Linked DNA regions of Mus musculus: all the other regions are linked to region 6. A link is a contact called in public ChIA-PET and promoter capture Hi-C data. All regions are on one chromosome and are shown on one strand. The core of a region is the stretch at or near the end of the contact, and the rest is flanking DNA. Distances in the headings are between cores, read along the strand shown.

Region 1 (3,854 bases), core at 530-3,029, 410 kb before region 6:
TTGACAGTGCCTCCAGAAGAAAGCACCGGCCTCGCATGCATAAGACCCTAGACTCTATCTCCAACACTTCCTGAGAGGAAAAAAAAAACAAACTAAAAATAGGATGTGTAACTGGGATTTAAACTCACGTGGCCCCACCGCAGAGCTCTGCTTGCCATTCCTAGCCCTCATCAGCCCAGCTCTTGCTGGACTAGGTGCCCTTGGACATTCAGACGACTTAAGGGGTGCCACTCTAGACGCCAGGTACATTAACTGCTCAGAGCAGCAAATGGGATGCTGGGTTGTGATTATGTTCACAGTGTCTGCCACCGACGAACTTAGGCCTTAGCAAGCTGTGTAGAGGAAGACACCTGACAGGGCCTCCTGTCAGATACTCTGCCTCTACCCAACCACCACACAGGCCCAGCAGAAACCTACCTCCAGAGGGGTGAAGTCATGGTTGACCAGGAAAGCCAAAATAGCAGTAGGAACGACGAGGAACTCCACCCGGAAAGTGTCGTGGTTGCCATCATAAGTAGCTTTGAACTTGCTGTAGATCATCCACACCGTGGTAAAGGAACAAGCTATGTAGACCACCTGATAAGAGGGTAACAGGGCATCTCAGCTCACAGGTAGGGCCTCAGGTCACGGTGAGGGAGAGAGAAATCATGTTCCCCAGCCACCTCCCTCAGACCATATGTCTAGGCCCAAGCCTCTTTGGTGACTCCTCCCTGATCCCTGGCCTGGAACCCTGCCACAGGGGGCTGACTGCAACTCTACCTTCATGCAGGTGTTGTAGAGTGAAATGTAGTTGGTGAACAGGTCCAGATATCGGGCAGTGAACACCACAGCAAACAGGACTTGGCTCTTCCCTGAAATGCCTGGTTGAGACAGAGAACGAAGGGCAGGGTGGAGGGAGCTGGAGGTGGGCTACTTGGGGCAATAATAAACTAACATGCAGCGCCTGGGCCAGCCGGCTGGAGCTCTAGACCACAGCGATTCCCCAAGGCCTTTAAGCCTGAGCTCGGCCCTTTTTCCACCATCCACAGGCAGGGGGCAGCCGGCTCCAAAAATACTAGAGACCGAGGCTCTATCCCAGGCTAGGCCTCGCCGGTCCTTCTGTCTCCCTCAGGTCCTCCTGACAGTCTAGACCTACACTGGGACCTAGGGAGAGCCCTGCCTGACTTCAGCCTCCCAGTCGGTCACCTTCCTCCCGCTCCCTTCCTGGCCTTCCACAGTCCACGTCACCAACTCCCAGCCACCTCCCCGCCTGCCATGGCTCCTGGTTCCCAGCCCCGGAACACCCAGAGCTGTCCCAAAGGGTGCTGCAGAAGGTTGAACTGAACGCCCGAAGCCACCCCCACCAAACTATGTGTACCCCTTAGTCTAGGGAAAGGAGCTGACCCCCTGGTGACCCTAGAACTAGAAAAGTGATCCCCAGCAGGCAGTCCGGGAGGACTCTGACCTGCCGAGCTCCAGCCTTCCCGGTGCCCCAGAGCGGCCCGCTCCCGCCCCCTCTCCGCGGGGGGGCCTCTCACCCGCACACGATCGGGACTTCCAGATTTTGAGCAGTAACAAGATGATAGCTAGGAGGTGGGAGAGGTCTCCCAGGAATCGGAAGAGGTTCATGACTGGGGGACTCGGGCAGGGCTGAGCTGGGTGGGGGGGGAGGCTGGCCGGCCGGGCTGCCCCGGAGCTGCGGTGCTGCTGGGTTGAGGGCGGGAGAGAAGCCCTTCGGTAGCTCAGCTCCGGGGAAGGGGCTCTGGAAGGTGAGCCGAGGCCGGAGCTGGTGGTAAAGCTGGCTGGGAGAAAAGGGAGGAGGGCCGAGGTGGGAAGGGAGGAGTCTGAGCTGTAGCGCCACCCCAAGGGCGGGTTGACTGTCTGGCGCCCTCTGGCGCCTGCAACCTGCTTTGCAGAGTCGTATCGAATAAGCCTACTAACTGATGGAAGGGTCTTTAGGGTCCCACATTCCCAGGTGCCTTCTCTTTAGTAAGGAACTGTAGAGAGTTCGTCTAACCTCTGCCCTTAAACAGGAATCCTGAAGTTTGAGTTCTGAATCTAAAGATCCTAGTGCTGTGTTGGGTGATGGTGTAGCCTGTAATCTTAGTACTGGGAGGATGAAGCAGAGGGACCCCCCAGTTCCAGGCCTAGGGCTCCACAGTGACAGTCTATTCCTGCACAAATTATTAATACTAATAGTAACAACAACAAGAATCCTGGAGATTAAGAGGGTAGACTTCTAGCTTTGTCTGTGATCTCTAGTCCCAATTCAGTTAGAAAACCCAGGCCCCACTGCCACACACTCGGGGATCCTGACTGAGCCTACCGCCTCTACAATCCTATCCCCAACAATTACTTTATTGCTCAACATTCTGACCTGGGAATCTACACCCATAACTCCATCCTCCTTCTAAGACCCAAAATGCCAGGTCCTGGCTCTTTCAGAAACTGTCATGACCCGAGTCTTCCCAGGTCTTAGGGCACGAGAAGCAGGGCTCCAATCGACTGCTACAGGCCTAGGTCCCAGCGCCTCTACACATTCATATTCTCCCTCTCTCTTCCCCTCCTCCACCTCTCTTTCTCCACCTCCAACTTCCATTCTCAGGGACCCGGGAATCCTGAAGCACACTCCTCCCAATGTTAGATACTAAGGACTGTCCTACCAGAGGCAAGATGGACAGGTGACTTTATGGGACCTCAGAACCTCAAAAGTAGGGTTATAGTTTAGGATTACTGTGTCTGTGACAAAGGAAGCAGTTTTCCTCCAGGGAATTGTGTACTCAGAGCTGTGAGAGACTAGTCCCTCACTCATCAAGTGGTCCCTCAGTGAGGAACTTGCTCAAGACCTGGCCCCCAGGTATGATCGAGAAGGACTAAGGGAGAATCTGTGGTCTTCGAAAGGAGGGCTGTTATCTAAATTCCTGCTTCTGAGAGAACAGGGCCAGGCATTGGACCCCAAATCTGAAATAGAAGATCCACAACTTGGAATCCAGGGATTCTGGACCCCTGGTTTGGAGGGAGGATGGCTGGGATCTAACCCCTAGGTCACAGAAAATGGTGCCAGAGTCTGGCCACCTAGGCCTGAAAGAAGAGGGTCGAGTATGGACATCTAGGTCTGAGGGAGGAGGGGACTGGGAGCCTAGCCCCATAGGTTTAAGGGGAGGGCTACAGTCTGAGGTAGGAGAACTGGGATCCAGCCCCATCCGTCTAGAGGGAAAGAACTAGGGTCTAGTCCCTTGGGTATGAGGGAGGTGGGCTGGCATCTGGACAACTGGGTCCAAGGGATAAGGGACTTGGAGTCTAGATTCCTGGCTCCAAGAGAGACAGCATGCATCCTGTCTTTGCAGCCATAAAATTCACAGGCTGGGTCTTAGTATGGCGGGTGCTGAAGTGCAGAAGAGGGAAGGGGCAAGTGACAGTGACCCCAGCCCTCTCTCTAGGTCTCAAACTGTCTGTACCAGGTGGTGTCCTTGTCCATCTACCTCTGCTTCCTCCCATTTCGTCGCAGCCCCTCGGTCCCATGAGGAAATCAGAGACTTTGAAATGGGGTAAGGGCTGGCCCCCTCCCTCAGACCTAATGGGAAGAGGGGTCCCTAGGGAAGCGTGAGGGGGGCAGCTGTGGGTCTCCTGGCAGGGAGGGACGGGGACTGAATGTTAATCGCATCCTGAGTGAGTGTGCGGGAACAGCGAGTGTGCGAGTCCCTCCCGCTCTGGCTCCTGCAAGCCGTGGCCGCTGCCGCCAGCCACCCTCCGCCTGCGCCCACAGCCTCCTCGGCCAGCAGCGCCCTGTTGAGGGGTACCAGCCTGGGTGGGTCCGCCTGGCCCCCAGGGGTCTCTCGTGCTACAGCCATCTGCTAGGTGAGGATGTATGCCTT
Region 2 (4,027 bases), core at 461-2,960, 280 kb before region 6:
CCCACAGTGAGCGTTCCTAAATGCCTTCTCCTCCATGTGTCTGAGTTTTACCTCAAAACCAAACTCTCGTTGTCAGCATTGTCATTACTGCTGTTCTAGGGCCTAGTGACACACCATACAGCCATGCCCATCCCTCACTGGGGAGTTCTAGGCAGAGGCTCTACCACTGAGCCACGTCGCCTGCCCCTCATTGGGTGTACAGGCTGGTTTTGTGTCAACTTGACACAGGCTGGAGTTATCACAGAAAAAGGAGCTTCAGTTGAGGAAATGCCTCCATGAGATCATGAGATCCAACGGTAAGACATTTTCTCAATTAGTGATCAAGGGGGGGGGGGCTGTGGGTGGTGCCATCTCTGGGCTGGTAGTCTTGGATTCTATAAGAAAGCAAGCTAAGCAAGCCAGGGGAAGCAAGCCAGTAAGTAATATCCCTCCATGGCCTCTGCATCAGCTCCTGCTCCCTGACCTGCTTGAGTTCCAGTCCTGACTTCCTTTAGTGATGAACAGCAATGTAGAAGTGTAAGCTGGAATGGGGATTCTAGGTAGGGGCTCTACCACTACAAACTTTCTTCTTTCTTTCTTTCTTTCTTCTTTTTTTTTTTTTTCGTTTTTCAAGACAGGGTTTCTCAGCCGGGCGTGGTGGCGCACGCCTTTAATCCCAGCACTCGGGAAGCAGAGGCAAGCAGATTTCTGAGTTCGAGGCCAGCCTGGTCTACAGAGTGAGTTCCAGGACAGCCAGGGCTACACAGAGAAACCCTGTCTTTTTTTTTTTTTTTTTCCGAGATAGGGTTTCTCTGTGTAGCCCTGGCTGTCCTGGAACTCACTCTGTAGACCAGGCTGGCCTTAAACTCAGCGATCTCCCTGACTCTGCCTGGGACTTAAAGTGTGCGCCACCACACCCCAGTGTCTTTTCCTTTTTGAGTCCAAATCTCCCTGTACTTTTGGAGTTGGCCTTTAGTTCTCTGTCCTCCTGTCTCAGCCTTTGGGAATGACCAGCGTGATGTGATCCACTGGTCTCACTCACAGAGGTCCCACCAGTCAGAGGAACGAAGCAGATGCGGCATCCAGAAGCCAGGCTGTTCTTAGGAACTTTTAGTGGGTGCGTTTCTTCAAAACAAAGCAATATGCTGTGGTTTCCTTTTCCCTCAAAACATGAAACCAAGGGTTGTAGCGTGGTGGTCGAGTGATAGCCTAATGTGTCAGCATCAAGGCTCAAGCTCCATCAGTACAAAAAAATCAGTAGATAAAATATGTGTCCCACATGAGCCTGGTGGCCCAAATCTGTCATCCTAGCTACTTAGGAGGCTGACACACAAGAATCAAAAGTTCAAGACCAGCCAGAACAGCTTAGTGAGACTCTGTCTCCAACAAATTAATAGAGGGCTGTGGGCGGGGCTCACAGTGCGGGGGGGGGGGGGATGGGGCGGGGCTCCGTAGTGGACCACTTCTTGCACCATTCTGAAAGGTCTAGGTTCAGTCTTCTCTTTGGAAACTCGGTTTCGTGGCTGCGTAAATGCGTCATGGCTTTGGGACAAACAGCTAGATCGTTTTAGCTTCTCGGTGAGTCATCGTGGGTTCTCACATGGGCTCTGCAGCGTGCAGCGTTGGCGGGGGCACCTGCCACCTTTGGCTTGGGTTCCTCGTTCGGAAAATGGCCTGATGACGTGGTGTCGCCCTCCAGGGTTGGGATGTGGAATAGACATAAGGAGAACACTTAGCTCCACTTTGCAGACATGAAGTACCCTTCCTCCTACCAGAAGCGTAGCTTTGGGCGAGTCACTCCCACCCTCCACGCTCAGCTTTCTACACCCATAGTGTGGGGGCGACAGTATGACATCACGGGACTGCTGTGGTGGAGTTGAAGTGGATCTACTCCTCAGGTGGACACACGGGGCTCAGAGAAAGGACACTCCTCACTGGCGTGTGAATGGAGGGCCCTGCGACTCTTGCCCACCTCCTTGGTCTTCTTTACACGTGCCCTTCCCCTCTTTCAGCTGGAATTTTGGAGGTGAATACTTCAGATACAAAGGTATCCCTTTTCCTGTCGGCATGTACTCACCGGAGAGCCTCAGTCTGGCTGAGAACACTAGCAACGTGCGGGACGACGACATCTTCATTGTCACCTACCCCAAATCAGGTACCGGTAGTGCTAGTCTGGGCTGGGGAGGAAGGGAGGAGAGAAGGGAGGAGGAAGGGGAGGAGCCTGCTTTGCAGAACCCGGCAGCTTGTCCTCTGCTAACAGTACCTTCCTTTGCACTGCGCACTAAGTCCCTGCTCCAGGGAGACTCTGAAGGCCTAGCTAATGTCCCCTCCCCTCTAGGGCTGCCACAGTGTCCCCAATCCTTCCCTGTCTCCCAAGCCTTCACAGCACTGAGTGCCACCAGCCGCGCATGGTTTGCTGGGTAATTTGTTCATTTTTGTTGAGAAAGGTTTTCATGTAGCCCAGGCTGGCCTTGAACCTCAGCTGGTCCTGCTGTCTCAGTGTCTCGGGTTCTGGAATGGCAGGTGTGTGCTGCTGGGCACAGTGTCACTGGGTAAACCTCTGCTTATCCACTGGAAGGTTAATCTGGCTCTCTCTGAGCGCTCTGTCTGCCCTGGCTGTTGCTTGTTCTCGGAACCGCGCGTGTCTGTGGAGGAGGTTCCTCATTTCGTGTGAATTCGCATGCAGACTACTCCACAGTCTTCACAGAGAAGGAAAGCCACTGCGCATTCTGCTTCTCTCTTTGTCGCTGTAATAGACCACCTGACCAAAAGCAACCGAAGGAAGACAGGCCCTGTGTGGCTTACACTTCCAGGCCCCAGCCTTATCACAGAGAAGCAACGCAATCAGGAACAGAAGCAGAAATCACACAGGATCCTGCTGTGACTGCCTGGCTCCTTAGAGCTTGCTCAGCTAACTCTATAAACCCCAGGCCCCTGCCCAGGAGGGGCACTGCCCTGAGTGGGCTAGGACCTTCTCTATCAATTAGCTATCAAGAGTGTGCCCCCGGGCAGCATATGTCTTTAATCTCAGCACTAAGAGGGCAGGGGCAGGTGAGTTCGAGGCCAGCCAGGGCTACATGGGGAGACAAATAGTAAATAAACAAAAAACATATTTAAACAAATAAACAATGATAAAAGAAGACAATCTATCACAAACATGTCCTCAGACCAATGGAGTCAACCCCCCAGCTCAGCTGAGATCTGGGTAATTCTGGGCTGTGCTGGCAGCTGAGGCGAACTAGGAGGGCTGGCTACATGGTGCACATCTGTAATCCCAGCATGTTGGAGGGGAAAGTAAGAGGGTCGGAGTTAAAGGTCATCCTCAGGTACAGACTGGGTTCGAGGCCAGCCTGGTCTACAGAGTGAGTTCCAGGACAGCCAGGGCTACACAGAGAAACCCTGTCTCAGAAAACCAAAATCAAGAAAAAATAAAATAACAAACAAACCAACCCAAAAAAGCCCTAACTCACCCCACCGAGTACAAGTATGAACCTTATAGATATCATGCTAAAAAAAATGGAGCCAGACACAAAAGGAATTACATGGGGCCCTTAAAATAGCCATGCTTGGTGGGGGAGGGGGGGAGCAGCTAGGGCGGTAACAGGAGTGAGATGGGGGCAGGGTGGGTGGGGCAGGGCCTACCTAAGGTGAGAAATGAGAGCATTTTTTTGTTTTGTTTTGTTTTTTTGTTTTTTGTTTTTTCAAGACAGGGTTTCTCTGTGTAGCCCTGGCTGTCCTGAAACTCACTCTGTAGACCAGGCCGGCCTGGAACTCAGAAATCCACCTGCCTCTGACTCCCAAGTGCTGGGATTAAAGGCATGCGCCACCACTGCCTGGCGAGGGCATTTGTTTAAGGATTGCAGTTTCTGTTGGAAAAAGGACAAGTTTGTTTTGTTTTGTTTTTTTGTTTTGTTTTTTTTTTGGGGGGGGGGTGTCAAGACAGGCGTGACTATTGCAAAACAACATGGTTGTCTTTAAATGTTGCCAACTCAACCTGGAACTTAAAATAGTCACAATGATGAGGTCCCCAGTATAGGGTTTCAAGAGC
Region 3 (4,083 bases), core at 1,458-3,957, 320 kb before region 6:
CTGTCTTTAGAACCCCTGTCCACGGACATACCTGTAGGGCTGAGCCTCGGAGATGAACTTGCGCTGTTCCAGGGGCCCGGCACTAGCCCGGAGTTCCTTCACCACCACCTGGGCTGGCGAGTAGTCTGAGAAAACCTCCCCGAGGATCACCTGATCAAGGAGCGCTAGGATCAATGCTGACCTGTGTCCAGCCCGTCCCCGGGGCAGCTCCATACACCCCAAACTCCCAACCACTTCCAGGCCTTCCCTTCATGTCCCACCTCCCTGGTCCCCTACCAGACACGGAGTGAGAGACTCACAGGCCCAGAATCCGATGCACGCGGGACGGATGGAAGGATGGACAGACTGACGGACGCGTGGAGAGCCGGGTGGCGAGGCGGAGTGGTCAATGGAGTGAGGAGGGAGGCGCTGACCGACAGATGTGGGGGTAGGTGGGTGGGAGTGGGTGGGAGTGGGAGGGGCAGGCTGCAGGGCATGGGGCTGGGGAGGCCAAGAGCAGATGACAAATGGGGGTAGACACAGAACAGGAGCACATGCCAGAGATGTATGGATAACCCTTCTGCCTCCCACCCAGGCCCCTCACCTTCCCAAACCAGCCGCTGCCAATCTCCTGCAGGTAGCTGAGGTGCTGGCGGCTCAGGCCCAGGGGGGTGCTGATGTCTGAGGAGGGGGCGGGAGGGGAGGCCCTGAGTTCTCCTATCAAAGATGCCCCACACCACCACAGTGGGAGGGGTCTGAGGTCAGAGTAGACAACAGTCTCCTTTTATTGGCTGTCTCCAACATTCCATGGCAGGGTCCAGCCTCCTCATTGGCTGCCCATGAGATCCAGAGCCCAATCAGCCCTTCCCTTTGGCAACCCTAGCTCCAGTCCGCTTATAGGCTGGCTCCCAGGTTAAGATCTAGGCTGATGGCACCAGGGCCATCCTGCAGGATTCTCTCGATCTGGGATTTTCTACAAGATGGTGTGTGTGGCTTCCCTGTAAGTTACTTCCACGAATCTAGGGCTCTGCATTCTGCCCTCTCCCCTCCCTGAGCCACGAAAGGAAGCCCTCAGTGTTGGGATCGCAGGATTCTGGGGTGGAAGGAGCAGTACCTGAGTGTGGAGGCTGCGGGGCAGGCATTGGCAGTGAGACCTCTGCCAGCGGCAGAATATAGACATCAGGCAGCGACTGTGAGGAGGAGGTCTCCTCCGCAGGGGGGGTGTACTCCCCAGAGCAGTCCTCCCCTTCCGGGTTCTCAAACTCCTGGGGTACGAGAGGTGAAGAATGGGAGCATCGGGAGGAGGGTGCTGAGATGCCGCCATCCTGCCCTAATTGCCTCCCTTCAGTCCACAGACCTGTCCCTCAAATCCCAGCCCAATTTCCGCTAGTGTGCGCATCCCAAAGCCGTAGGTCTTGGGAGTGCTCTGGGACCTCCAGTCTCTTTGCTGCCTGGGGTCTTTCTCCCAGGTTAGTCCTAGGGCACCTCACCTTGAAACGAACATCACCCCGTTTGCAACACAGACAGGTAAGGAGGAGAAAGATGAAGGCCAGCAGACCCGAACAGGAAATGAGGACCACAGCGTAGGGCGGAGCCAAAGGGGCCCGGCTCAGAGCGAATCCATCTGTGGGCATAAGGCTAGGCTGGGGTCTGGGCTTCAAGACACTGGCTACCGGACTCATGCCCCTCCCATCCTAGGCTAGTCTTGGACTACAACCCCCATGATGCTCCGAATCCAGGGGCTCCTTGGCAGGGGAGCCAGGTGGTCTAACGTATTGTGGGAGTTGTAGTTTAAGGTCTTCCCAGGTGGTTGGGGGTGGGGTCCCTCCTATCGTTTCAAACTGGGACCCACCCCCCACCCCAAACGCATCCCGTAACCCGGATACATTCCAGTGACCAGCAATAGTGAGGCCTGGAGCTCTGAGAATTTACAATATGCTACCATAGACAGCTTCATGACCATCATTCCCCCAATAGCAGGCTGTTGGCAGATATTTGCCCCGAGCTGAACGCACTGCCCACCCCACGCCTGAAGGGTGACTGAGAACTGTTTCTTTTAAAGACACAGGGAACACAGACTTGTTCTCTAGCCTCAGCCTCAGACCTGAGGGAGGGGTCTCTGCAAAGCCTCAGCTGTGTTCCCCTTAGAAATAGGGTCTCTCTCTTTCCCAAAGGCCGCGGCCTTCCATCTCCCCGCGCACCCGTGTGCACTCGCGTGCACATGAGCTCACATGCACGCTCACAAGCACGCACTCGGCCCGCAGCCCACTCCCCACCCGCCCTGGCTGGTCTCCCTGGCCCTGCAGACCCGTTGGTCCCCAGGGACTGCGCACAGGTGCCGGGCGGACCCGGTGGGGGTGGGGCGCGGGCCGCGGACGGCTGGACATACTCACCCGGGTGCGCTGGGGACGCCAGGCAGCCGGAGGCGGAGACGGCCGCCAGGAGGATGAGTGCGCCGGGTGCAGGCATCTTGTCCAGGATGGAAGGGAGGTGGAGGAATCGGCGGCTGGGGAGGAGGGGGGGCGGGCCCTCAGCCCCCAGCCATGGGGACCCGCTCAACCCTGGCCTCCCTCAGCCCAGGAGAGGGGCGGGAGATGCAGGACAGGGGGAGGGAGGGGTTGCTTACTGGTTCTGATACCCCCCTCCCCCTCCTCGAAAGGACAGACGGATGAAGGGATGGAGAGGCGGACGGAGGAGAGGAGCTGGGGAGCCGGGGTTGCTGGGGTAGGGGGGAGGGGAAGATGGGGGGGGGAGAGAACGAGGGCCCCGCCCCCGAGGACAATCGGGATTGGGGGAGCAGAGAGCCTGTCAGAGGAAGGGTGGGAGGAGGAAGGAGGGAGCGTTGTCATGGCAACTGGTTCCCGGTTGCATTGGCTGCCAGGCGGGAGGGGAGAATAGGGAGGGGGAGGAGGGACAGACAGAGACCAACAGACCCTTGGAGGGGGGCAGGGTCCACAGTGCGTGGCCCTGACACCACTGTGACACAACACTGGTGCCCACACGTGTGCTACATGCTAAGATGCAGATAGCAAGCCCACGCAGCCCACACACAGCTGAGACATGTCACAGGAACCTTCACAAGCGCCTCTCATACAAAGGTGGACAGCCATCAGCAAACGGAGACAAGGACACGTCACACACAAAGACACAGGGACAGACCACACTGAGAATGCATAGGCAGTCCAGACTCTGGTTGGTACAGATTCACCCAGCCACACAGGAATACCCAGCATCACATGAACACACACGCACACGCACACATACAACACAGAGCTCCAAACATAGGGAGGTATCACAAAGATCCATTCAGACCCTTTGGGACATGAGGAGGCATGCTGTCATAAACTGATATTCCACACAGGCAACAAAGAACACACAGAAATCACTAACTCAAACACGTAAAGCCAGTTGCATGCACACAGACACAGGCTTGTCAGTCACATATGGAGCATACAGAAACAACACATGCATGTATGCAGGCACGGGGTTTGCACATTGCTCACCTTCAGGGACAAATGCATATCACATACATGCACACGGGAACACACGGTTCATACATGCAGAGCTACATAGCTTATGCAAAAACACAAATATAGAACGGGTACAAACATGCCCTGTGCACACGTATTACACACAAAGGCACACCACCTACCTAAATAGACAGCATGAATGGACACACTCTTTAGACGTGATTATGAGGACTCCTTATCCACTGCAGTCTCACACCACAGACATCAACACACATGGGCACAAAAGATGCATAAGCGTAGTTTATTTCATGTATTTATTCTTGGCAGGATTTACTCTGCGCCAGGCGTTTCCCAAGATTTACAGTATTACCTTCCAATCATTACAACAGCCCCCAAGACAGGTTCTTTTTTCATGCCCAATGTATAGGTAAGGAAACTGAGGCACAGAGAGGGGCAGTCACCTGCCCCATGCACAGAACAGGGGATAGGCAGAGGTAAGGCTGGAACCTGGCCGTCAGGGACACCGACACATCAGACAAGACACACACACACACACACATCACGTGCCAGGCTGCAGTCTCGGGGTCCCACCCTACGCGGCGGCACACAGAACTGCAGACACACCCGGAAGCGC
Region 4 (3,801 bases), core at 1,044-3,543, 360 kb before region 6:
CCCGGGCTTCGCACCGTGCGCCCGCCGCCGCACCGCACCACCACCGACACAGGCGCGCGGCGGGTGGCTGGGACCTCCCGCCGCCCGCGCCCACCTCGCGTTCGCTGGAGGACCTGAGCTCCTGCCCACGGGCGGCCCCCACGCGCAGGCTCACCGGGCCCTCGCGCCACGCGCGCCGCTGTCCGCACGCTGCGCATTGGGGGCCGCCCCTGCCCACCGCATCTCACCGGAGACACCGGGGCGGGGACCTGGGCACACGCAGGGGCTCTGCGCACTTCTCCAGCCTGGAGTCCGAGGTATGACGCGGCTCGGGCCCCCCACCCCCGCCGCCCCCTCGGTCAGCGCAGGCCACGACCCGAGGGGACGCGCTAAGTGGACAAGACCCTCATGGGTTGGGAAGGACAGAAACGGACCTGGCTGGACCTCGCCTGGAGCAGCGTCCTGCGCCCCACCCCCTTGCCTTGGGGGAACTATGAGCCAGAGGGGACTCGGTCGCCCAAATCTCACCCATCCTGAGAGCAAGGGGGCGGGGTTCTTGGAGCCCACCGACTCTTTTTTAAACCCGAAAAGGGCTTTTTAACGTCACCTGATTGGCGGGAGGTGTGGGGGGGTCACGCCGCGCCCCACCCCTACGCTCCGGGCCATGGCCCTCACATCACTGTGCAGCTCCCTAGCCCCAGACACACCTCTAGGGGAGCCTGTTTTTAACCTTTCATTCATCAGGACTCAAAACTGTGAGACGCGTATGCCAAACTGTGACTCCAGACCTTGGCCCCGCCACACAGAAACCCCTGACCCCAGACTGTGACTTCCAACACCTAAAATGATCATCTGACCCCAGACTGTGCCCCGACCAGACTGTGACCCTTCATGTCAGACCTCAATGACCCCTCCCTTTTAGATCCTTGTTGGCTCTGACCTATGACCTCTCCTCCACGAAAGTCCTACCTTTACCTGTCTCCCCCCACTCACCTACCACCCCAGATGCCACCAATCACATCTTCAAGTCCAGCCCTTATTTGTGACCCTTCAGTGATAATCCAGCAGACACTCCACCCCCAGGTCTCCTTTCCCAGATTTCAGCAGGGTCTGAGGCTGGGCTGAGAGGAGGGTCTGGGAGCCCACACCTGACCTTTCCTCCCCTCTCCCGCTCCTACACTGCAGTGTTTGGAATAAAACCATGTTTTTACGCCTCCTCAGTCCAAGCCTGAGTTCTGTGTCTGTCCCTTCAACTTCTCTGGAGAAAAATGGAAACTGAGAACTGAGTCCTTAGGGAGGACAGTCAGACAACAGAAACTGGGCTGGTGGTGTAGCGGAGGCAGGGTGTTGTAATATTCATAACACCCTGAGTTCAGTCCCCAGTCCTAGAAAACAGGAGATTGGGGAAAGCACAGTCAACCCCAGGAAGCGGCAAGAGTCCAGGGGAGAGGGGTGGAGAGGTGACAGGGCAGAGACAACACCCCCAAGAGTAGAGATACAAAAAGGGATGCACAAATTAGGACCAAATCTAGAGACCTACTCCTTGCTACTGGCAAGAATGATTTGATGGGTTATTTTATGCAAATGGAGAGTGGCCAACCCACGCCTTGAATCTCCTTAATCTCACCAGTGAGGATCTGTTTCCAATATTTCATTACTCCAATTAACCAAAACTCGGGTGTACATGGGTAGATAAAGAGAGCTGACTCAGTTGTAGCAGCAGCCTCAAGAGAGACTTTCTGATTAAGTGCCTGCTGACCAGAGCTGCCCTGGGAATGCCTGGTTGGGAAATGGTCTGCCCCTGGAGGATAGATCCAATCCACTAACTTATACATAATGTCCAGCCTGTCTACCCTAAAGCATTTTGAAATAATTTAAAACCATCATAACAAGGAGAGGAGAAGAAATCGGCCTTAAAGGTCCTCGGGGAACAGAAGCCCAGTCTCCTTGCCAGTAAGTGCTCGTTTACATACATGAATAATTAACTAAATGGAAAGACAACCCTGGGAATGAAAGGTGGAAGATGGAGAGGGCTCTGAAGCCGAGGACTTCTGTAGAACTACAACTCCCAGAAGGTCTTGCCATTGCTGCGCGGAAGAATTCCCCAAGGTCACACGAAAGACAAAATTGCTCCTAATATAAGTCTTCTCACTGAGCCAGGACGCGGTTACTTTGTGGCGGCCATCTCTCTGCGCATTACCTTCTTCTGGCTGGTTCACAGGTTTCCAAGGTAACAGTACAGTGGGACGGGTCTTAGACTGTGGGAGGTGAAACCCGGAAGTGACGCTCTCACTTCGCGTCCGGGGCAAGAAGGTTCGAAGATGGCGGCGCGCAAGGGCCGGAGTCGCACGTGTGAAACCGGAGAACCCATGGAGGCTGAAACCTGCGACCCAGGAACCGAAGGCCCATCCCAGGTCTACCTGCCCGGCAGAGGGCCGCCACTGAGCGAGGGAGAGGAGCTGGTAATGGATGAAGAGGCCTACGTGCTGTACCATCGTGCGCAAACTGGTAGGCAGAGGGACCTGACTCTCGGGTCCAGGGAAATGAAAGGCCTGTCTTGGGGTCTGGGGGACGAAGGGTCTGGAGTCTGAGGATTGTGACCCTGCAGACTGCCGGCCTTTGGAGGAGGTGGAGGCCGAGTTCCCAGTCTCTCGTTCCTACTCAGCAACTCTAATCTCCCCGCCCATCCCTAGGCGCCCCTTGTCTCAGCTTTGACATAGTTCGAGATCACTTGGGCGACAACCGGACAGAGCTCCCTCTCAGTCTTTACCTGTGTGCGGGAACCCAGGCGGAGAGCGCCCAGAGCAATAGGTGAGACCCAGGACCTTTGCAAGACATCCACAAGGCCCCACGCATTAGGGCTCTCTGCTAATGCCAGACCTAAAAGTCTGGGACCCCAGCCTCCCTCCTCCTTCAACATCCCGGCACTCAGTTTCTAACCCGTATTTGCTTCCCCAGACTGATGATGCTTCGGATGCACAATCTCCATGGCACCAGGCCGTCACCCTCAGAGGGCAGTGATGACGATGAGGAAGATGAAGATGAAGAGGATGAGGAGGAGCAGAAACCTCAGCTGGAACTGGCCATGGTTCCTCACTACGGTGGCATCAACCGAGTTCGGGTACAGTCTTTCCAGGGGCTTGTTAAGGATTCTCTGCAGCACACCCCTCCCCCTAGATCCAAATGTCTCTCAGTACCTCCTCCAGCCCCTCAGCTTCTCTCCCTCCCCCCTCATTTTCAGACATTTTCACTCTATGAGCTGATAAACAGATAATAAAGGCTGAAACAGCTCCTGATTGTGGTGAAACGCAAGGGTGTTACTGAGCTGTTGCTTAGGAACTGAGGCAGGATAGAATGAGTTCAAAGGCAGCTTAGTGGTAGAGCGCTCACCTCAAGTTCAATAAATAGAGCACTTTATGATCAGGTAGATGAGCAAAAAAGGGAGACGGTATACAAGGAGCATGTAGAGCAAAAGCCAACCCGTAGCTGGACCTGTCTCTGTTGGACCTGTATCTGTTACATTATTCCCAGAAGGTTTAGCCTGTAGACAGAAAGCTCTGGGCCCATGAACATAACATACTAGTGGGAAAGGGAACAAGAGAAAGCTTGTAGTTTGTTACAAGATGCTGAGTGTGGTAGTATAAGGGTGTTCCTAGGGTAGAGTTGTTTTTTGTAAATGGTGAATTTGAGGAGGACTGGGTAAGTCGGTGTTCTTGGACTAGAGACCTGCAGCAAGTGTCAGGGCTGGGGTGTTTGTGGAAACAGATTTGCAGAGAAGAAAAACGAAAGTGCCAAGACCCTGGGGTGCACCTGGCACACATG
Region 5 (4,074 bases), core at 278-2,777, 460 kb before region 6:
CAAAAAAAGTCTCTAGGCCATATACTCACATTCTTCTCTGAAAGCTTTTGAGCCAGGCCCCCACAGTTCAACTCATCCTCAGCACCAATGTCTTCTATGTTCCTACCAGGATGGCCCTTGAAGCCCCACTAAAAGCATTCCACTGCGTTCCAAAACGTCCCCAAATCCACATTCCTCCAAACAAAATCATGGTCAGACCTAGCAAAGCTATACCCCACTCCTGGTACCAATTTCTAGCTTAGTTAGGGTTTCCATTGCTGTGAAGAGACACCATGACTAAGGCAACTCTTATAAGGACAACATTTAAATGGGGCTGGCTTACAGGTTCAGAGGTTCAGTCCATCATGGCAGCATCCAGGCAGGCATGGTGCTGGAGGAGCTGAGTTCTATATATGTCTTTTTCCAGAGGCAAACAGGAAAAGACTGACTCCCAGGCACCTAGAAAGAGGGTCTCAAAGCCCACCTCCACAGTGATACACTTTCTCCAACAAGGCCATACCTACTCCAACTAGCCACACCTCCTCATAGTGCCACTCCCTGGGCCAAGCAGATACAAACCACTACACCATCCTTTCAATCTTTCCTACCAGCTTCCCACCCTCAGCTGAGAACTGACCCAAACCATGTCCACACTCCTACCCCAGCCACCCTAGCCATTTTTTTTTTTTTTTTGAGACAGGGTTTTACTATGTAGGGTTTTACTATGTAGCCCTGGTTGGTCTCAAACTATCTCCGCCTCCCCAGCAGAGATGAAAGATGTGTGCCGCCACACCAGTCCTTTTCTCTTTCTGTTTTAGTGTAGGAAGGTCCCAAGGGAGTTGCTTTTCTTCTCCCACCCCCTGGGTTCCCGAGTGGCACTCAGGCCGTCAGTTTGGTGCCAAGAGCCTTTACTAGGTAAGCCATCTCACGGGTCCTCCCCTAGCTCTCTTCTGGATGTTCTGGACCCCATTCAAACCACTCCTGAAGTCCAATGTCTGCCTAGACATCCCACTGCCTGGCTTGGCCCCACCACAGGCCAAGATCCCCCTGTTTGGGCTCGAATCTGCCCCCAGGAGAGGGCGCTCCTGGGAGGCCTCCCACCCCTGGCTCTGGAACTTGAAGAAGCTGAGAACAGAAAAGGAACTTCGGAGGAGATGGGGAATCATGAATTACCTGATCCCTCCAGGAAGATCTCGCTTCCTTCTTCGGAGCGGGCGCTCCTGGTGGGTGGACCCAAACGCATCCTCGACATAGCGGTGGAGCTCCTGCAAGGGCACACCAGCCTCAGAGAGCGCAAGCCAGCGCACAGAGCGACCAAACAGCACTGCGGCCTCTCTGAGCCTCGACCCTTCAAGGACTACTGGGATATCGCTCACCCCAAAAACACACAATCTGGACCCTGCGGCTTGACTCAGACTCGGTCCCTGGGCAGCTTCTCCGCACCTCGGAACCCCGGCCGGATTGGGGTGGGGTGGGAGGCGAGGTCAAGGTTCTACCTGCTTGAGTGCCTGACCAGTCGCTGTAGCTCCACTCTCACTGTTGTAGTCTGGTTACTGGGGAGACAAGGGGCCAATAAGGCCTGAGGACAGCGGAAGGGGCGGGCAGGAGAGATCAGTGGAAGACTCAGCCAACTTTAGTCTTGGACCCAGAGGAGGCCAGGCCAGAGCAGGGGCAGGCCAGAAGACGGGCCTGAGTGGGCGGGGGCAGGGCTGAGAAGACCCTAGAGAACAGCGGTTCTCAACCAGTGAGTCGCGACCCCGTTGTAGCCTCCAACGACCTTTTCACAAGGAGTCACCAGAGACCATCGGACAACACAGATGTTTGCATTACAATACATAACTGTAGCAAAACTACAGATATTTATGAAGTAGCAACAAAAATAATTTTACGGTAGGGCGGGTAAACACAACATAAAGAACTATATTAAAGGGACGCAGCATTAGAAAGGTTGAGAATCCCCGCCATAGAAAGAGCCAGGGGAGTCAAGGGAGTGGAGGTTAGGAGAGCGGGGAAGGGGAGGAGCATAGGTAGGATCAAGGGCGGAGCCTGGGGAAGATCTCATTGTAAAAGGGGAGGGGAGAAAGTGTAGTACTAAGAGGCGGAGCCAGAGGCTGTTAATAAAAGGAGGAGGGGCTCGGATGCTATAAGGGGCAGGATTGCAAGCAGAGGGTGGCATCAGTCCTGTACAGAGCGTTAACTATAGGGGAGAGATGCTCACGGTCTGTAAGGGGCGGGGACTAGAAGGGAGCGGCCGGCGAGTTTAGTGAGAAGGCGGGGCCTTGGGTTTGGGGGCGGGGCGGGCCCTGTTATTTAAAAAGAGCCAAGCGAGGTGCTGGAGATTGACTTGAATGCCTGGGAGGGACACTCGTGGGGCTCGGGACTATGGGCAGTGGAAACTGAAGGGAAACGTTTAGAAGACTAGACTTTGGGACTAGGCAGGGTCCTTCGGGGTCCAAGAAGTGCGTGCCTTGGACTGGTTATTTGGGAAATTCATGGTTTGGAGGAACGCTCACCACGATCTCAGTTCCTACACAGGTTCACTACGCATGCGCAACCAACGGTTTGGGGCCACGCAGGGCAGAGCCGGAAGTGGGAGTGGGCGGAACCTCCAGCGGTCCCATCTGGCCAAGCTCTTCATCCCACGTGGTCCTCTTGCAAGCGGGCTGTGGACGCCACTGCCTGAAGGCTGGGTGTGCCCGACGCCTGCGGTTTCCTGTGGGAGGAAGTGCTGCGATGCCGCGCTCCTTAGAGGCTTGGGCAGGGGAGATCCCACCACCCCTACCTCTAGTGTCTCCAGATACTTCCACTTCTATTGGGCACTATTGTTGGGGATTCCCTAAACGCCTCCCCTAGGCACCCCAAGTACCGAACTTTTTCAACTCTCAAGGAATATTAAAACATCCCAGCTGGCTTCTCAGCCAGTGGAGCTTCCTTGCTCCTGGTCCACACTCCTCCCAGGCCTGGGATGCAGCCTCCTGTCCCTGCAATCATGGAGAAGTACAAGCTTCCATCCCAGCCCCCCAATTTTGTCCTCAGTGACCCACTCTCTACTCTCTCCAGGGTCAGAGTTAGACTTCCCCTTGTTTCTGTCCCCCTCCTCCATCCATCCTCATTTAAGATTCCAAACTTTAGCTTCCGGACGCACTGGCCTCAAGTCTTTGCCCTTTCTCCAATTACTAGAGCCAGAGTTCCCTCGACTCCACTCGGGGCTCCAAAGCCCGCTCTAAGTTGTACAGTATTACCAGGCACTGCTCTAGATCTAAGCTAGCCGCGATGCTATCCCTCTTTTACAGATGAAGGAAAATAGTGGAGACGTCATCAGTAACGCCTATGGTCACACTGCCAATGGATGCTGCAGAGGCTGTGCTGTGTGGTACCCAGCTCCCAGTCTCGCAATCCCCAAGCCAGCTGGTCACTCACCCCTGCAGGCTTAGGTCATCACACCCAGCTCTAGCACCATCATCCAGATCCCCAGCCCTAACTTCATCAGTCCTAGTTCATCACCCACAGCCCCTAACTCTGAGAATAAATGATAGTTCACACTATAACCCTGGGACTAGAGTGCTGTGAGAATTCTAATGGCCTCCCACAGCACTTACAGTAAAATCCTGATTCCTCCATGACTTCCAAGTGAATCCTCTGCTGTCCCGCTCACCACACCCTACGCTCTCTGTGCTCCAGACACACTGGCCATTCTGTCTGCTCTCCAAACGGCCAGCGTTTCTTCTCAAAGCTTGGGACATTTTCTCCCTAGTATCCAAATGACTCAGGTCAAATAGCACCTCCTCCAAGAAGCTTTCCAGGATTATCCTTTTTAAATTAGCATCTGCCCACCTAGTCATTATTGCCATCCGTCTATTTTCTTTATTGACTGTGTATTATACCCACTATATAGATTAGCAAACTGAGGCCCAAGTAAGTGAAATAATCTATCCCAGGCCACACAACCATGGAATGGCAACATTGGCATTCTTTAAAGCTATATCCTGCTCCTTCCCGTAATTTCATACTTTTTGTCCTGCCATGAGCCAGCCCAAAGTTTGATCTGTGTCACAGGATCTGGCCTTCTACAGATTCTTGTGTCATCTACTCTGC
Region 6 (3,662 bases), core at 695-3,194:
GAAAAGAAAGCCGGGTGTGGTGGCACACGCCTTTAATCCCAGCACTGGGGAGGCAGAGGCAGGCGGATTTCGGAGTTCGAGGCCAGCCTGGTCTACAAAGTGAGTTCCAGGATAGCCAGGGCTATACAGAGAAACCCTGTCTCAAAAAACCCACCAAAACAGAAAAGAAAAGAAAAGAAAAGAAAAGAAAAGAAAAGAAGGGAAAAGAAAAGAAAAAGGAGAGCTGCCCGTGGTGGTGCACACCTTCAATCCCCACACAGAAGAAGAGGCAGGCAGTTCTCTATGTTCGAGGCCAGTTTGGTCTACAGACTGAGTTTCAGGACAGCCAGGGCTACACAGAAGCTGTTTCAAATAACAAACAAAAACTCTGGGTGCTTTCAGAGCTTTTTCAACAGAGGACTCAAGCCAAGAGACTTTCTGACACCCAGATAACTCTACCCTTCCCCTGCTCAAAACTTCCCCTGGGTCTCAGGTCTCAGACACCCTCAGAAGACTGATAAATTCCTGCTAGAAAACTCCAGAGTGTCTGTCCTGGCCTGCTGCTACTTCACATTATTCCTCCTCTTCCTCCTTCTTCTCTTTTTTTTCTTTCTCTTCTTTTTTTTTTTTTTTCCAAACCAGGGTTTCTCTAAGTAGCCATGGCTGTCCTGGAACTGGCTTTGTAGTCCAGGCTGACCTCGAACTCAGAGATCTACCTTCCTGCGTTCTGAGGGCTGGGATTAAAAGCATACACAACCACCATCTGACTCTTTTTTCTTCTTCCTCCTCTTCTCCTTCCTCCTCCTCCTCTTCCTTTTGCTTGGCATCCTAGGCTGGCTTCAGATTCACAGCAATTCTTCATAGGTTTCCATGTTCTGGGGTTACAGGTATGGGCCACCATACCAGGGTCTCTTTGCAACTCCCATCTTCCTCCCGGTTTCTTGTTTTGATTAAGGATCTCAGTATCTAACTTAATTGACCTGTCACTTGCTATGTAGACTTGTGTTTTGTAAGGTATGAGTGAGGTATGGTGAGGTGAGAAGGGTACCTCAGAGGGCCCATCACTGAGAAATCCCTTCCTCCTGAAGTACCGGCCATGTAGTATGTAGCACCAGATGATGTAGTATGGAATAGAGTTTATTTAGGACATGGGAAGTAGAGTTGGGAAAGGAGGAGAGAGAGAGAAAGGAGGGGAGGAGAAGTAGTGGAGAGAGAAGAGGCCCTCCAGGAACACCTGGAAGGCGGGGAAGAGGAGAGAAGGAGAAACAGGGCAGGGAGAGAAGGGGCAGGAAGTAAGAGAATAAGACAAGTAAGTAAGTGAGCAGGAGAGCGAGGAGGGGGCAAACAGTCCTTATATAGTAGGCTAGGCATACCTGACTGTTGCCAGGTAACTATGGGGCGGAGCCTAGAAGGACTGCTTCTAGGATGTCTCAATTTCACAGGCATCTGCTTGCTTGTAGTTCCCAAGGCTGAAATTAAAGATGTTGTAGCCACCACGTACAGCCTGTTTTTGTGTTTTGAGATAGATTCTTACTTAATGGTGCAGCTTGGACTCAAACTATTTTATCCAGGTTTGCCTCGAACTCTTTAGCAATCTTCTTGCTTCACTCTATCAGAGGTATGGACCATCACTCTGGTCAACTGGTTTTTTTTTTTTTCTCCCCAGATTGGAGCAATCTCTTATAGTGCAGGTTGGTTTTGAGCTCGAGGCAATACTCCCGTCCTGCCTCAGCCTCTCAATGCTGGGATGACAAGCATATCCCAGGCAAGCTTTGAACTTGCGGCAATTCTGCTTTAACCTCCTTAGTGCTCTCTACCATGAATCTATGGGAAGAAGAAATAATGGGGGCGGGGGGGGAAACAACCAACTCTGGGCATCAGTTCGGATTAAGGTCGATCCGCGCATGCGTTCATTTAGTACCCGCGGCCCCGCCCCTGCAGCGAGCGATGATGATCACGTGACTAGTCCTGCGGGGCGGAGGCCATGTTGCGGGGCACCCACGTGAGGGCCGCACGTCCACGATCAGTCACGTGACCGTGGTGCGCCGCAGCCGCCGGGGCGCACCCGGCGAGAGGCAGCGGCAGTGATGGACGGGTCCGGGGAGCAGCTTGGGAGCGGCGGTGAGGCGGGAGGCGGAGGACTAGGCCCGGTCCAAGAACCCTAGGACCCCTCCGGCTTTGGGCTCGGGCGGGAGCAGGCTGGGGCGCGCGGATCCATTCCCACCGGCTCATCCGCACCCCGAGAGCGGACATCCGCGTGCGCGCCCCCGGGCAGGCCCGGGCTTGTCGCTGGCGCCACTTCCTGCTGGTGGCCTGGGATGGGACAGAAGGCCAGCGCCACCTCCTCCCACCCCCAGCTGGGGGTCTGTTTGCTTTTGGCATTCTGCTCTCTGGGTTTGCTGTGGAGCTGGGATGCAGGCCGGGTCCCGCCCCCTGTCCATCAGAAGCAGTAGCCAGGCCTTCCATGCTACTTGTCACTACTAGGGTCCCCAGCTCTGTCTCCCCTCAGGGTTATGAGCCTACCTATCCATCCCCCTGACTCTCCCTGGGACCCAGGAGTCCAGGCACCCCTTTCCTCCTCTCTCCCCCAGGGCCCACCAGCTCTGAACAGATCATGAAGACAGGGGCCTTTTTGCTACAGGGGTGAGTGCGATGCTACTAGTGTGGCGGGATGGGCTTTCAGAACACCGCTTGGTTCTCAACATTCTGCTCCTCTCCCCCCTTTCCATTCACATGTAGTTTCATCCAGGATCGAGCAGGGAGGATGGCTGGGGAGACACCTGAGCTGACCTTGGAGCAGCCGCCCCAGGATGCGTCCACCAAGAAGCTGAGCGAGTGTCTCCGGCGAATTGGAGATGAACTGGACAGCAATATGGAGCTGCAGAGGTGTGCTTCCTGGGACCTGGGGTCCGTCAAGGGGTCTCCTGCCGAACTGGGCACTGTTGTTCTTCTCCCAAGAGACTAGGTATCCTCCACTCAACTCAGATAGAATCCAGAGCTTGTTTACGTGGTGGGCCAGCCCCTTACCCTTGAGCCGCATCCCTTGCTTGGTGGGTGTCAGTCTCTTGCTCGTGGATGCTTGGCAGGTGCCATACCTCCAGCTGGTTATGGCGGGTTCTAGTAGGCGGTGCTCTGCTACCAGGCTGTGCTCACAGCCCCTCACTGGTGACTGCTAGGTGGAGCTCTCTACCTTTGAGCTTCTCACTTGTGGATGCTGTGCAAATGCTGGACCATGAAGCCGTGGGTCCAGCCCCTCACGGCTGAGCCATGACCCAGCTCTCCACGTGTAGATATTTAGGAAAACATGCTTTTGCTCAGTCAAGCCCCAGTCCACATTCCCCAGGACCCTGAATTTACAATTCAAGGTCCCACTTTCTTTGCTTTCTTAGGTGTACGTCTTGTCTCCTTCCCAGTCTGCTAGCCATAGTTTCAGCCTGGGCTGGTCCTTGTGTCCTTCTCTGTAGTCTGGGGGAAAATGTGGGAACTCCCATACTGGGCCCGACATCTCACCCAGCGTCTGTTTGCCCCTGTCCTGTAGGATGATTGCTGACGTGGACACGGACTCCCCCCGAGAGGTCTTCTTCCGGGTGGCAGCTGACATGTTTGCTGATGGCAACTTCAACTGGGGCCGCGTGGTTGCCCTCTTCTACTTTGCTAGCAAACTGGTGCTCAAGGTAGGCAGC
Region 7 (3,890 bases), core at 877-3,376, 430 kb before region 6:
TCAAAAGAGGAAACTGAGGTTCAGTGAAGCCATTTCTGAGGGTCATGATGGGCTCATCTGACTCCAGAGAGAATCTAATTTATCGCGTGTTTACATATATGTGTGTTTTGATTGCATGTATGTGCACCACATATGTGCCAGCAATGGTCAGAAGGCGGCACTGGCTGATCCCCTGGAACTAGAGCTATGGGTGGTTGTGAGTTATCATGTGGGTACTAGAAGCAGATCCTGGGTCCTCTGCAAGAGTAACAAATGCTTCTAACTGGTAAGCCATCTTCTCAGGCTGACTAGAGGAATTTTTTTAAATTATTTTTATTTATATCAGTACATTGTTGCTGACTTCAGACACACCAGAAGAAGGCATCGGATCCCATTACAGATGGTTGTGAGCCATCATGTGGTTGCTGAGAATTGAACTCAGGTCCTCTGGAAGAGCAGTCAGTGCTCTTAACCACTGAGCCATCTCTCCAGCCACTAGGGGGAGTTTTTGATGAGATTGTTTGTGCTTGTACGTATGCATGTGGGCATAAAATCTAGCACGGGACTTGGTAGACACAGCAGGTGTTCAGTAAATCACTATTATACTAATGATCATCTGACAGTGATGGAGGGCTGAGAGCTCAAGCTATGGAATAGATCAGGGGTGAAGTAAGGGGCGCACTCTAGAGTCAAGCAAGCATGGGCCACTCACTGTAGCTTTGGATGGGTCACTGCCTTTAAACCTGTAAAATGGGATAATGGTGGCCTCTCACAGGGTTGTTCTGATGGCTCTATACATTACAAACACTTAGCACGGTGCCACGGAATAAAGAGCTCAAGGTGTGATAATAATTATCATTATGGCTTTGCAGATACAAATTTATTATGTACTAGAAAGGAATTATGAGGATGATAGTTACATCTATTTCAAGGGAAAAACTTATGTCCCAGTGTGCCTGTTCAAGGCCCCAGAAGAAGCCCAAGTCCAGAGATCTTTAGGCATCTCATCTTGGAGTTCTTTCTAGCCCCTGCATTCCAACTTTCTCGAACCCACTAGGAACGCCAAAGGGACCAGAAACTACACTCCCAGGAGGGCGCTAGCGCAGACCTCAAAAGCAGGTATAGTGGTGCAGTCGCGAGGTCGGCTGGAAACTGTAGTCTCTAGGTCCTTAGACCACTGATGGGCGGTACCTGTATCAGGAGGCGGAGCAGCTGCTCCTTGGAGAATGGAATGAAGCGCTCGCGGTACTGCTGGGCCCAGTCGCAGGGCTCCTTGGGGTTCCACATCTTGCGGTACACCCCCATCCTGTTCTCCAGGGACGACAGAGCTCGGGGAGTCCCGAGGAGAGCAGGCACCAGGGACCATAGTCGGACCTTGGACCCCCAGGTCACATGCAACATGGCCTGCCCCCTTTCCCAGAGCCTAAACATAAGCAAATGAAGGGGGATGTCAAAGGTCAGTTGGAGGTAGTACCTCCACACACCCCTCCCTTCGGGGACAGTTCCTGGCCAGTCTCCCTCCCTCTAATCCCTTTCCGGTTCCTTCTACACTGCACATTTAGGTTGGCTCCGGAATAGGGTCAGAGGTCGTAGTTTGGAGTATCTTGCAGGCCCAGGGACCCTGAAGCGGTACAAATGGTCTCTGAGAAGCTTAAACAATGAGGTGGAGCTCAGGAGTGTTGAAAAACTAGGAAAAGTTAATAGCGGGTGCTGGGCCGTCCTTCCTGGGCCATGCAATCCCCCACCCTGCCCTCACCTTAACCAACGCGCGACTGTCATTGAGCCTTCTGCGCATGTGCAGTAAGAGGTCCTAGGCCCAGAGGATTGGCTTCAGCAAGCAGTAAGGCGCATGCGCACAGCCTGAGCCGCTTGAAACCATTTAATAGCCTTTATCTCAACTGCGCATGCCTCATCGCTAGTCCTTTTTTTTTTTTTTTTTTTTTTTTTTTTTTAAAGGTAATGCGCACGCGCTGAAGACGTGTGGTCCGCTATTTGGAGCTGGGTCGGGCCCTCGCGCGCGCCCGGCCAACGGCGACCCGCCCAACGTCCGCCGAGACCACGCCCTTTCCATAGTCAGTTCGGATAGGCGGAAAGGAAAGGGGCGGGACTTGGCTGCAGCCAATCATCTGTAGAGGACAGAAAAGGCGGGAAAAAGAGGAACCAAAAAGAGGCTAGAGGTGGCTCCCGGGACCAGGAGAGGAAGCCAGGCAGGCAGAAGAGGAACGCAGGTCCTCGGCCCTCGGAGAAGAGGTGGTTCTCTTCAGCCAGCGTCCCCTTGGGGTCTCAGCACTTCCGCCCCCAGGTCCTTAGAAGGGAAGCCCCTAGTCTAAGGAGGTTGCCATGACTCTCATACCGAGTGGCAGCTGGTTTCTGAGGCTTCAGTCTTAAGACAATATGTCATCCTGAAACAGAGCTGAAGCCTAAGCAAGCCTGGTGTTACGGAAAATGACCCAAGTTAGGGAACACCTCAAATATTGCTGGGCTCTACGTGGTCTTCTATACCTAGGGTAGCTGCATTCCCTCAAGGACCAGTCTACAGTCCCCCTATTGACCCCACTCTGAGGGCCCAGCAGACCTGCCACCCCTTATCACCCTCATCCTGTATTCCCAAAATCTAGGGCCCTCAGAACCCTCTGGCCCCTTATCAGCACCTGAAACCTCCAATAGCCCATCAGCCTACATTTCCAACTTCTGGAACCCCGAAGCAGCCTTCCAGCCGTGCTCCCATTTCCAGAACCTCCCACATACCCTATCATGTCTCATCTCCAGCACCTAAGACCACCCAGCAGTTTCTCACCCCATATTCCTGACAACTGAAAACGGGAGCAGCCAGCCCCTTCAGCCCACCCCCTCTGTTCCTAGGGCTCCTAACAGCCCCTCAGCCTATCCATCCCCACAAAGGAAGGGCCAGTACTCCCCACTCCCAGCACTTTTACTCTGACATTCCCATTCCTCTTTTCTTGCAGTAGCTGAGCCTTGAGGTGGGTCTGAGGCACACAGGAAGTGGTGCCCAGAAAGCAGCACCCAACACCCCTGCCCCTACCTCCCGGGACACCCAAAGAAGAGCAGCCACTATGCACCTCCCTGAAAGCCTCCACGACCTGGCAGACAATGAGACTGTGCGCTTTCTGAGGAGACCAAAGAGCATCTCAAGGATCTTCGGAGGGGTGAGACCCCAGGGGTCAGGACACAGGCGACATCCAGGAAGAGGGCAAGGGGTCAGTGTGGTCAGAGAGGGAGAGAAGCAGACAGGAGCCCAAAACTGAAGCCACCTTTTACTGAGTATCTGGTCACTAGCCACTGTCAGCATCAACCGAGTCATCACAAGAAAGAGCCCCTCAAACCTGGGGCTCCTCAAAGGGCCTCTCAAATCTGTCACACCAGCACATAAAAGACTGAGGTAGGAGGATTGACATAGGTTTGAGGCCAGCCTGGGTTACAGTGTAAGAAAATGGAAAAAGTGAAAAAGAACCCTTTCAAAGGCGAAGAAAAGTAAAGCCACCCCCCCAAAAAACCCCATAATTTTGATAAATGGCATCAGTGTTTGAAGACTGCTTGTCCAGTGGAGTAGCCACAAGCCACGGGTGCTACTCCAATTCCAACTCATCAAATGGGATTCAAATGGGCTGCTCTGCAATCATGGTGGCCATATTTCAGGGGCTTAGTTGCCAAAGGTGCCTTATGAGTCTCCAGTTGGACAGCATAGATTCAGGCCACTTCACCATGCCAGGAAGTTCCATGGGACAGCATCCATTAAGGTTAACACAAAAGGGGGGAAGCACCACTCGGTTCTAGGAGATGCTAGGACCCATCCATTTTCTATTTCTCAGGTAGGGGAGGGGTGAACAGGGACTAGATCTATTTTTTTAAAAAAGCATAGATCTGGGAGGACCACAAGCACCAGACTCAGG

Evidence for each region. Promoter capture Hi-C pulls out the DNA fragments that hold promoters and counts their contacts. ChIA-PET counts read pairs in DNA pulled down with a chosen protein or histone mark. Capture Hi-C pulls out chosen DNA fragments and counts their contacts.
Region 1: a promoter capture Hi-C map of second pharyngeal arch cranial neural crest shows a contact between it and region 6. The contact joins the promoter of Kdelr1 here to the promoter of Bax in region 6. A contact is called at or near these places in 3 of 39 promoter capture datasets (the HPC-7 cell line, pre-B cells and second pharyngeal arch cranial neural crest) and 1 of 9 other capture datasets (pancreatic islet).
Region 2: an RNA polymerase II ChIA-PET map of effector CD8 T cells shows a contact between it and region 6, with 18 read pairs. The contact joins the promoter of Sult2b1 here to the promoter of Bax in region 6. A contact is called at or near these places in 2 of 39 promoter capture datasets (cranial neural crest and embryonic stem cells), 6 of 115 datasets of contacts at active chromatin or transcription factors (the SCID.adh cell line, effector CD8 T cells, embryonic stem cells and 1 more) and 1 of 9 other capture datasets (pancreatic islet).
Region 3: a promoter capture Hi-C map of neural stem cells shows a contact between it and region 6. The contact joins the promoter of Lmtk3 here to the promoter of Bax in region 6. A contact is called at or near these places in 1 of 39 promoter capture datasets (neural stem cells), 1 of 484 Hi-C or Micro-C datasets (embryonic stem cells) and 1 of 9 other capture datasets (pancreatic islet).
Region 4: a promoter capture Hi-C map of embryonic stem cells shows a contact between it and region 6. The contact joins the promoter of Grwd1 here to the promoter of Bax in region 6. A contact is called at or near these places in 5 of 39 promoter capture datasets (HPC-7-derived erythroid cells, cranial neural crest, embryonic stem cells and 2 more).
Region 5: a contact with region 6 is called in a promoter capture Hi-C map of pre-B cells, with 5 times the contacts expected there. The contact joins the promoter of Ccdc114 here to the promoter of Bax in region 6. A contact is called at or near these places in 7 of 39 promoter capture datasets (the 3T3-L1 cell line, the HPC-7 cell line, hippocampal neurons and 3 more), 2 of 484 Hi-C or Micro-C datasets (pro-B cells and uterus) and 3 of 115 datasets of contacts at active chromatin or transcription factors (T-cell acute lymphoblastic leukemia, memory CD8 T cells and pancreatic cancer cells).
Region 7: a promoter capture Hi-C map of pancreatic islet shows a contact between it and region 6. The contact joins the promoter of Syngr4 here to the promoter of Bax in region 6. A contact is called at or near these places in 3 of 39 promoter capture datasets (liver, neural stem cells and pre-B cells) and 3 of 9 other capture datasets (adipose tissue, liver and pancreatic islet).

The regions. Positions count from the first base shown.
Region 1 is chr7:45,870,765-45,874,618 of GRCm38.p6, reverse strand. It overlaps Kdelr1 (KDEL (Lys-Asp-Glu-Leu) endoplasmic reticulum protein retention receptor 1), which reads right to left and starts at 1,779. Exons shown (of 5, transcript NM_133950.2): 1 at 1,518-1,779; 2 at 760-860; 3 at 418-576. The coding sequence starts at 1,608. It also overlaps a transcript of Grin2d not described here.
Region 2 is chr7:45,740,161-45,744,187 of GRCm38.p6, reverse strand. It overlaps Sult2b1 (sulfotransferase family, cytosolic, 2B, member 1), which reads left to right and starts at 1,710. Exons shown (of 6, transcript NM_001360784.1): 1 at 1,710-2,134. The coding sequence starts at 1,828. Gm31597 (a long non-coding RNA gene) reads right to left here and starts at 2,226. Exons shown (of 3, transcript XR_391433.4): 1 at 2,057-2,226.
Region 3 is chr7:45,783,971-45,788,053 of GRCm38.p6, reverse strand. It overlaps Lmtk3 (lemur tyrosine kinase 3), which reads right to left and starts at 2,707. Exons shown (of 15, transcript NM_001290990.2): 1 at 2,373-2,707; 2 at 1,470-1,603; 3 at 1,094-1,244; 4 at 584-660; 5 at 32-150. The coding sequence starts at 2,448. Gm5897 (predicted gene 5897) reads left to right here and starts at 3,587. Exons shown (of 2, transcript NR_153811.1): 1 at 3,587-4,083.
Region 4 is chr7:45,829,281-45,833,081 of GRCm38.p6, reverse strand. It overlaps Grwd1 (glutamate-rich WD repeat containing 1), which reads left to right and starts at 2,293. Exons shown (of 7, transcript NM_153419.2): 1 at 2,293-2,487; 2 at 2,673-2,790; 3 at 2,938-3,100. The coding sequence starts at 2,301. Grin2d (glutamate receptor, ionotropic, NMDA2D (epsilon 4)) reads left to right here. Exons shown (of 12, transcript NM_008172.2): 12 at 1-599. The coding sequence ends at 302.
Region 5 is chr7:45,921,668-45,925,741 of GRCm38.p6, reverse strand. Ccdc114 (coiled-coil domain containing 114) reads right to left here and starts at 1,527. Exons shown (of 15, transcript NM_001364168.1): 1 at 1,356-1,527; 2 at 1,153-1,244. The coding sequence starts at 1,222.
Region 6 is chr7:45,465,180-45,468,841 of GRCm38.p6, reverse strand. It overlaps Bax (BCL2-associated X protein), which reads left to right and starts at 1,944. Exons shown (of 6, transcript NM_007527.3): 1 at 1,944-2,100; 2 at 2,571-2,622; 3 at 2,719-2,865; 4 at 3,518-3,653. The coding sequence starts at 2,067.
Region 7 is chr7:45,894,947-45,898,836 of GRCm38.p6, reverse strand. Syngr4 (synaptogyrin 4) reads left to right here and starts at 2,126. Exons shown (of 5, transcript NM_021482.2): 1 at 2,126-2,229; 2 at 2,946-3,146. The coding sequence starts at 3,054. Tmem143 (transmembrane protein 143) reads right to left here and starts at 1,768. Exons shown (of 8, transcript NM_144801.2): 1 at 1,736-1,768; 2 at 1,171-1,402. The coding sequence starts at 1,758.